2 separate regions of the Pan troglodytes genome follow, and region 1 is linked to region 2. The links are chromatin contacts, called in public Hi-C maps. All regions are on one chromosome and are shown on one strand. Each heading gives the region's core, a stretch centred on a gene start, on an enhancer-like site or on the middle of the called end of the contact. The rest is flanking DNA. Distances are from core to core; before and after follow the strand shown. Region 1 holds the start of DCAF12 (DDB1 and CUL4 associated factor 12). Region 2 overlaps KIF24 (kinesin family member 24).

What was found. Hi-C and Micro-C count contacts between places; a contact is called where the count stands out from the background.
Region 1: a contact with region 2 is called in a Hi-C map of stem cell-derived neural progenitor cells, with 2.3 times the contacts expected there. The contact joins the promoter of DCAF12 here to the enhancer-like site in region 2. A contact is called at or near these places in 1 of 7 Hi-C or Micro-C datasets (stem cell-derived neural progenitor cells) and 1 of 1 datasets of contacts at active chromatin or transcription factors (stem cell-derived excitatory neurons).

The regions. Positions count from the first base shown.
Region 1 is chr11:81,869,695-81,874,188 of NHGRI_mPanTro3-v2.0_pri, forward strand. DCAF12 (DDB1 and CUL4 associated factor 12) reads left to right here and starts at 1,998. Exons shown (of 9, transcript XM_016960749.4): 1 at 1,998-3,394; 2 at 4,471-4,494. The coding sequence starts at 3,317.
Region 2 is chr11:81,743,004-81,747,716 of NHGRI_mPanTro3-v2.0_pri, forward strand. KIF24 (kinesin family member 24) reads left to right here. Exons shown (of 13, transcript XM_003312047.7): 12 at 69-162; 13 at 714-2,854. The coding sequence ends at 854. It overlaps UBAP1 (ubiquitin associated protein 1), which reads right to left. Exons shown (of 6, transcript XM_024345614.1): 5 at 4,476-4,577; 6 at 2,715-3,842. The coding sequence ends at 3,702. Among named protein-coding and RNA genes, the nearest start is that of KIF24, 76 kb to the left of the region's middle. Within about 2 kb of position 2,143, at least 12 of the 24 cell types and tissues checked have an H3K27ac peak or open chromatin away from gene starts, as enhancers often do. A contact at or near this core is called in stem cell-derived neural progenitor cells, where this site is marked.

The sequences.
Region 1 (4,494 bases), core at 748-3,247, 130 kb after region 2:
GGCACCACCATGCCCAGCTAATTTGTGTATTTTTAGTAGAGAGGGGGTTTCACCATGTTGGCCAGGCTGGTCTCAAACTCCTGACCTAAGGTGATCCACCCGCCTTGGCATCCCAAAGTGATGGGATTACAGGTGTAAGCCACCACGCCTGGCCTGATATCTTTTATGCAATATTATAAAATTCATTCACATAGTTTTGTCAAGGTGAAATAAAATATATAGATGAATCTCTAAAATTAAAATGTTTTGTGAAGCAGGAATTGTAATTCAGGGCACATGCAAACTGGGTGGTCTTTGCCATGTCTGCAGAACAAAGAGAAGGTTGGAAGTTTTATAAAAAGGAAAAGTGTTATGTATTGCTCTTCAAGAAAGTTCATTGGCACTAGTAAGGTTTTGGGGAGCTGGCAAGTTTTGATTGGTAAGTGAAGGCAATAAGTAAAACTATTTCTGAGAGTCACAGTAGGTTGTTTTAACAGCTATTAGATAAAACTGCTTTCAGATTACAGCACGCAGTTTCAGCAGTGAGGCTCACTAAGAATGCCATTCTTGGAGTACTTACATGCCCTGAGTCCTTTTTCCCCCAGCCACTCTACTACTTTATTATTGTTATCATTATTATTTTATTATTTTATTTTTTAGACAGGGTCTTGCTCTGTCACCCTGGCTGGAGTCCAGTGGTATGATCTCAGCTCACTGCAACCCAGCTACTCAGGAGGCTGGTCTCGAACTCCTGACCTCAGGTGATTGGCCCAACTCGGCCTCCCAATGTGCTGGGATTACAGGCGTGAGCCACCGCACCTGGCCTGCAGTCTTTTAAAGGCGATTGTCAATTAAATTTCCAAAATGGACTTTCATTCTGTTATTTGAATAGAAATGGTGAGCTCTTGGCCAGGCGTGGTGGCTCATGCCTGTAATCCTAGCACTTTGGGAGGCCGAAGTGGGCGGATCACCTGAGGTCAGGATTTTGAGACCAGCCTGGCCAACATGGCGAAACCCCATCTCTACTGAAAATACACAAATTAGTGGGCAACCATCCTGGCTAACATGGTGAAACCCCGTCTCTACTAAAAATACAAAAATTAGTGGGCAACCATCCTGGCTAACATGGTGAAACCCCGTCTCTACTAAAAATACAAAAAATTAGCCAGGCGTGGTGGCGGGCGCCTGTAGTCTCAGCTATTCGGGAAGCTGAGCCAGGAGAATGGCGTGAACCCAGGAGGCGGAGCCTGCAGTGAGCCGAGATCGCACCACTGCACTCCATCCTGGGCGACAGAGCGAGACTCCGTCTCAAAAAAGAAAAAAAAAAAAATTAGCTGGGCAACGTGGCGAGCACCTGTAATCTGAGCTACTCAGGAGGCTGAGGTAGGAGAATCACTTGAACCCAGGAGGCAGAGGTTGCAGTGAGCCGAGATCGTGCCACTGCACTCCAGCCTAGGCTACAGAGTGAGACTCCATCTCAAAAAAAAAGAAAAGAAAAGAAAAGAAAAGAAATCGCGAGCTCTGCTATAAGGTACATTTGGGGATGGTTCCTAGGTTGTGAAGATGAAGTAAAGGAACTTTGAGAAAGAGACTGCAGCAGTGCCCAGTGTGCCCCTCTTGGCACTGACAGCCCGATCTGAGCCTAGAGATTCTCAAAGGATTCCAGACTCTTGCCCAGGGGCTCCTGGGTCATCCAGAGCATTGCGGGGCAAGACAGAATTAGAACAGACTCAAAAAAGGAAGCTGACCCATTCCTGACCCACTCACTATGTGCATATCTCTAAAGGGACAGGCCTGACCAAATAAGATGGAGCTGCCTTTCCCAAGACATTAGGGGTTAGTGGTAGTGCCGACTTGGGATGGCAGGAGACCCTGCTTCAATCTGGTCTTTGATTCGGCTTGGAAAACAAATCCAAATCTCCTTGTTGACAGAACTTGAGATGGTCCAACAGAGCTCCTTGGAGGTATGAGGCCTGAGGCCTGAAGCCTGAAGGGACCAGCAGGTAACTGGGCACCACAGTCTGAGGCCAATCAGCCCGAAGCAAGAGCATCCTGCTTCCTCAGAGGGTTTGTTTGCTTGAGGAAAGTGAAGGCTGGCAGTCATATTCCTTCAGGATCTTCCAAAAATGTTGGCAAGGGTGATCCTGATGAAGACCCCTTGTTTGGAGGCCAATGCCAGCTCTAACTGGACTGGCAAGCCAAAAATGACCACTCTCTTTCCTGTAGTTCAGAATTCCCGACCTGCCCTAATGGAGACGCAACCTGAATCCAAGAGTGAGGCAGGCAGCTACAGATAAGTTTACAGCGTGATGACTACTTCATAAAGCACAAAAGACCATGTGGTTTAGATGGCAGGTCATGGAAATCTAAAGGGAATGGTGAAGTTGCACCGTAAGGGGAAGGTGACTGAGGAGCTGAAACTGACTGAGGGGCTGAAGCAGTTCGGACAGGAGAAAGGATCAGGAGGAGACAGAGCGGAGAATGGAGCCTCAGGGCTACCCAGCGGTGGGAAGAGGGTAGCCAGAGACTCGTAGGGCGGCCTGGGTTGGTTGTGCTGGGCAGGTTCTCAGTGGTGGGAAAGTCTGGCCACACTGCCCTGACTTCCTGACTGGACTTCACCTCGAGGGTGGGAGCGGTTCCTGCCCCCCACCCCCCCACCCCCCTGTCCAGCCCTTGGAGCCAGGGCACGGTTTGTGACAGATTCAGGGAAACGTTTGGTGCCAGATGGGAGGTAACCGGTGGCGGCTACCGGGTTGAGGCCTGCACTAGGGAGGATTCCTTCCCCCAGCAGCGCTGGTGGTCCTCACTTCCGGGTGCCTGCGGATAGGCGGGCTGGGGTCGGAGGTCGGCGGCCAGAAGCCAGATTCCCTTGGCCCCAGCTCGTCCACTTCCATCCAGTAGCAGCCAAACAACCGTTGAAAATGGCCTGGCGGCGGCCGGGAAACACCAGCGAACTATCTTCCAACCCCTAGATCCCGCCCCTCTCGTTCCGGCGGTGTTTCCGTGGCGACGCCGTCCGAAGTGCGGCTGCGCAAGGGTGACGGCGCGCGAGCAAGGGGGGAGGGGGTGTTTTGGTTCTAGCCGCTCGCCGTCCTTGCAGGCTCTGCCGTCGGAAAGCCGCTCATTCTCGCTTCCCCTTCCCTTTCCCGGCCCAAGTCCTTCCTCTCTCCTTTCTTTCCGCCTATCTTTTTTCTGCTGCCGCTCCGGGTCCGGGCCATTTTCCGGGCCGGGCGCACTAAGGTGCGCGGCCCCGGGGCCCAGTATATGACCCGCCGTCCTGCTATCCTTCGCTTCCCCCGCCCCATGTGGCTGCGGGGCCGCGGCGGCGCTGCCCACTATGGCCCGGAAAGTAGTTAGCAGGAAGCGGAAAGCGCCCGCCTCGCCGGGAGCTGGGAGCGACGCTCAGGGCCCGCAGGTGAGGGTTGAGAGGCCGGCACCTGGGTGGTGAGGCCGAGGAACCAAGATGGGCTTAAGGTCCGCAGATCCTGCGACAGGAATCGGGGTCCAAGGTCTGCAGTCAGAGGCAAAACAGGAATGGGTCCAGGGCCTATAGGGTCAGGACTGGACCCTCGTTAACTGGAGGGCAGATAGGCCAGGGCGGTGAGGAGCCAAAGGGGAACTCAGGAATGGGACATAATCCGCGGGAGGCCTGCATTCGTGGATAGGGCTTGAAAAGAAACCAGAATCTTGGCTTTGGAGGAAGGGGAAACCGAAGTTAAGGGAATCGGAAACAAACTCTGGTAGAGTGAACTCTACCTTCCATGGGCCCTAGGAAGCTGGGATGATTGCGTCCCTCCTGGAAGAAGGAAGTAGTCTCCCTATATGTATACCCAACCCTGAGCTGGGCCTTTCGGCGTTTGGACCCCAAAAGAAACAACAGTTCCCAGGTATCATCTCTATGCCGCCCTCTTTGGAGGGGAAGGCCTTCTTGGACATAGATATGGCCTCTGATTTCCCGGGGGCCTACTACCCCGTTGGCGGTTGATTTTTCGAATTCTGCAACTGCCTGGAGCGCGGGCATGATGACAGAGGAACGGTCATTGATGATGCATCCCTGGAAGACCTGGGAGCCAGGTCTGGCTCCTTGGACTGTATCTTCCGTGCTCCAGTGGGAGTACAGACTGAGAGGGAGAAGGGGGCTGGGTAGAGATGCAGCCCATGTCGGTATGGGAATCACTCTACCTCTCATTTCCTTCAATCTTTCACTCCTAAAATGTCTAGTAAACCTTTTAGTCTGTTCTATTCCGCATTCATTCCCTTGACTTTCAGCCCTTGTAATTCACATAGGTAAGTTTGACTGTGAGCAACATCTTTTTAATGTTGGAAGAGTTAAACGACTTTCTGGATTGAGATTCTTGTTCTCTTGTGTTTGTATTTGTGTTGTTTGTAAATTCTGCAGTATGAGTTATGAGTTGGTGATTTCTGTAATACAGTAGGATCTGTTCTGAAGAAGAGTAGCCAAAGCCCTGATTTCTAATGTTGTTTCCACAGTTTGGCTGGGATCACTCGCTTCAC
Region 2 (4,713 bases), core at 893-3,392:
CTCCAGAAAGCTACCCAGGAGAGGCTGGGAGGCCAGGAAGATCACAGTGTTCTCTCTGGTGTTCCCAGGCAGGTGGTCATCCGAGCACACCAGGAACAGCTGGATGAAATGGCTGAGCTCGGCTTCAAGGAGGAGACGCTGATGAGCCAGCTGGCTTCTAATGTAAGTAGCCCTGGCTGGACACTCACAGGCTGTTGGGAATTAGCCTGCAGCTAATTTGATGGTCATCCTTGTTTGCTGTGGCTATGTGTGAGGAAAGGGTCTCCTGGCACACACTAACCATGACTGAGGCCTCACACCTCCTCTTGCCACGCCTTTGAGACATCTTGAATATAGGTACAGGTGGGAGATGGTGCAACACTCGCCTTTTCCAGGCTAAAATGTTTCCAGCCTCTATCCTCAGCTGCTCTGCCTTCCTAGCGGTTTGTCGGGGCCCCTCCCTGTGACTAACAGTGACCAGTCTGCTGCCTACCACACGTAGGTATTTCTACCAAATACCCTTCTGCCTTACAAAATACTCCTCTGCTTGGAAAGTGTCTCGAATGCAGAGCAGCAGGCCCCACCCTGTGCCATAGCAACTCTCCTACATGTTCTCCCGCTAGAAGAGTGGCCTGGGTTCTGAAACTTTCCTGCCAGAGGAGGGACTGAAAAAGCAGATCTGGCAGAGCGCCAGCAAGAGCAAAAGCTGTATTCGTCCCTTGTTTCCTTCTCAGGATTTTGAAGATTTTGTGACCCAGCTGGATGAAATCATGGTTCTGAAATCCAAGTGTATCCAGAGTCTGAGGAGCCAGCTGCAGCTCTATCTCACCTGCCACGGGCCCACCGCAGCCCCTGAAGGAACAGTGCCGTCTTAGAGCCAGACCCTGTGCTGAGATGGTGGGGGCCCTGCAGGAGTCTGTGCTGGGCTCTCAGGCTGGAGGAGCCTCTGCCAGGTCCTCCCTGCACACACCAGAACCCACACGCTGGTCCTGCCTATGCTAGCGTCACCCCAGCCCCACGTGGCTTCAGATAGGTCCCAGCTTCTCCCTCAGGGACAGGCCCCTGTCCCTCAGTTCCATGCACAGGAGTGCCTCCAAGGGTGGGCCAGGCCAAAGAACCTAATGCCTTTCCCTTGTGCCTAGAGAATATGATTAACTGACCCCTTGCCTGTGGGAATATATTTGGGTCTAATAACCCTGAAGTTTCTAAGTTTGGGGATCAGAGGATGGGGTGGTCAGTGGTAGCCTAGAGGTCAGAGGTCACAAGACAGAGAAGACAACATGCTGAGACCAGAGGCTTCACCAGCTGAATTCTGTGCCTAACTTAGAAGACTAAACACTGGCCCAAACTTAAACATTGGTGCTAGGGGGACAGGGTGGGGTGAGCTCTGCCCCATCAGCCCTTGGAGATTGATTTGGGGATTTAGAGGCGTTTTTGAAAATGTAAATAGCATAAACCTTGACTTGATGTGTCACTGACAGCAGCAGATGTGAGACAGGCCTTATATTTACAGCTCCCTTCCCTTCCTGCAATCCAGTGTTGAGGCAGAAGAGGGTGCCTGTGTCACACATCAATTTTTCTCCTGACTTTTGCTCGGGTGAAAGGCCTCTGTACAATGCCCGATACTCTCATGCTTCCATGGCAGCTCCTGGCTCCTATCTGGGACACCTCACTACCCAGCCCCCTCATGGAATAGTCCATCTCCTAGCCTGGCCTTCATCCAGTTCACCCTGCCCAGCCACCCTGCCTCTCAGGGGTCTGTGTTGGGAACCTTGGCAGTTGAACAGAGTGCTCTGTTCAACAGTCTGAGGCCTCTGAAACAGAATTCACACACAAACCTTCAGCCGAGTTCTGCCTGCTGTGTATCTTTTTAGCAGGAAGCAGCTCAGGACAGGGAAGACAAAGTAGCCTCCAGGTGCCAATTACTTTAAAGCCACTCTGGGTCAAATGGAGATTGATGAGTCACGGCCTTGGCCCGAACGCCCATTACTATGTGAGCCTTTATTTCCTTCAGATAAAGGATAACTTTTTACGGTTTTAAAAGGAGGGCTTAATTAAAAGGCCAAGAAGAGGGTTAAATGGCTCTCTTGAGACACTAGCAGCCTGGTCCAGTCACCCTTTGTCAGCCTGACAGTGCCTCATCTGACCGCCAGGGGGCATCCTTATTGGTGCTTCCCGGCCGCAGGGCACTGCGGCCCCTCCCTCACATGATCACTAAAAACCTTCAAAGACCCAGTCTAGCCAAAAGCTCAAGTGGGACAATGGCACAGTATTAAGGTCAAGGACAAAAACTTACTTTAGGAATGAACCCTATTCTATCATCATATACAACAGCACCACTGAGAGCTGGTGAAACAGTTTAAATCCCGTCCTCTGCTTGTGGCAAATGATGCATAAATGCCTGCTGCTCACAGTAAAAGAGCTTCTTCCTCTTTTACTGGGTGATCCCCCTTGAAGGCCCAGCCTATCCCAACTCCACAGTCAGGAAGGCCTACGTCCTTGGTCCACAGACGGAGCTGGGTCAGGTTTAAAAGACTCAGTCTAGGCTTGCCTTTGCAAACCAAAAACGAGGACAGGTCTGAAGTGGGAAGAAAGCTCCGAAATAGAAAACGGTTAGGTCCTATTCTATCCCCAGCAAATCTAAGCAAGAAATCTCTTTATACACCACATGGCCCCCCCACTCCCATAAAACAAACAAACAGCCTTGGTAATAAAGAAGTTATCACACCAAGACATACCTTTTAGATTTTTATTAGTAGTTCTCTCTGAAGAATCAAAATAGTTAGCAAATTATTTTAGATTCAAGACTGTATATCCCTTGTATTTAGATCTTTAATGATGTACAACATAATACAAAACAAACCAGAGAGACTGATTTCTATGACTAGGTGTTATTCATTGTGTCATCCTAAAGCAGTGGGCTGGAGGGGAAGCTGTTCAAGGAGAACAGAGGTGGAGTTAGTGCTGGCCAACTAAATCATGGCCTGTCTGCTTACCCATTCAGTGTGCTGGGAAGGGGCCAATGATTTCTTAAACTGTTTCCTAGAGCAGGGGCTCTAAAACCCTGGGTAGCAGAGGACTGTGGTCCAAACCAAGCCAAAAGAAACAGGCTGGGGTAGGGAAGCGTGGTGACTGCCTGGCAGAAAAGGCAAACTCTGGGCCCCATAGGGAAAAGTGCATTTTTTGCACCTCAGAGATATTGCAGAACCAGTGTTAACACTATGAGACTTTGTTAGGAGGGGAAAAAATAAAACCCTGGAAGAATCTTTCACTTGAACTCAACTTGACTGGAGTTCAGTCCACCAGTCTCAGGGGAAGGGGGAAGCACCTAGCTCCACAGCAGCACTGAGTCTGGCCCTCCCGCCCCATCTCCCCAGCCCCTCTCAGCAACTAGGCCAGGCTTCAGCTGAGGACATAAACACCCGAGAAAGACTAGGGTAGTCTCTCCGGAGGGCTGAGGTGGGAAGGACACTTCTCAAAATGCAAATGCGTTTAATACGGAAGGAGCCAGGACAGTTCTGGGGGCACTCACATGCCCAAATCTTCCCCACCTCCCCAGCTCAGGGCCTAGGCTCACAGAGACTGGCGAGCAGTCTCCACACCTGACCTTCTAACCCCCAAAAGAAAATCCGGAAGCTGCCCCTTCTCTTTCCCCACAGGTGGGCTCTGCAGGGCCTCCCAGGGATGGTGGTTCTGCGGCAGGGCCTAGGCAGGGCCTGGTCTCAGCTGGCTCCTGCCCGAGCCATGAGGTCTTCCAAAGCATTGTCCTGGTCATTGTTGTGTAATAGCAAAACTTCCTTAATGTCTTTCAGCTCAAAGCCCATCTCCTTAAATTTGCTCATTAACTGAAGAAACTCCATCATCTAAGGGAGAGAAGAGAACACAGATTAAAGAAAAGGGTGGGGTCACAGCACAGCTGAGTGAAGGAGTGTGTGTGTGGGACGGGGACTGGGGGAGAGCAGAATGTCTACATCCTTCCCCCAGAGCCCCGTGAGTCTCCATAAGGTCCCCTAGCAAGCAGAGGTGGGCTGTGGTGGAAGCCAAGGCAGACGGGTTTGGTGACGGCCATCAACCTTCAGGAGTCAGCCCAGTCCCAGCTCACTGTTGCTGAGCTCTGTCTGGGTCCCACCACCCACATCCATCTTCCCACCAAGGAAGGATACTGAACCCAGAAATGGCTGCTCTTCAAGGAGCAGTCTAGGCAAAAAGTCCAGCAATCTCCCTCCCTAATCATCTAAGAAGTTTGGCTTTTAGCCCAGGCCAATATTCCCTTCCCTTCACTGGGATTCTGAAGTTTTCAACCCAATGCTTCAACCACCAAGCCAAACGCAGGCCTCGGCCTGTCTGAATACTTGGGAGATTCTGCCCTTCAAATACTTCTACCTGTAGTCACTGGCAAAGCAAAAAGGTTGTGTGTGGACCAAGGGAGAAAACCAGGATGGACTACTTGGTCCCTCCTTTTCCAGAGGGTTCCCAGGAAGCATGAAGATTCCCACCTTTTCTTCTGAACACTGGTGCATTTCCAGAGCCTCTTCCACTAAAAGAGGGTCGAAGCCCTTCTCACAAAGCTGTCCATGTGCAAAGAGATAGTCGAGAATCTAAGAAAAGAAACAAGGGGTTTAGCACCTACTGCTGCTCTTGGCTGTGCTTTCCAAGAGACCTCAACAAACTAGTGTGTGAAGTCCGTTCCCCGCCCCACCCAGGCCGTCAGATACTGGATAGGATTTGATTTTG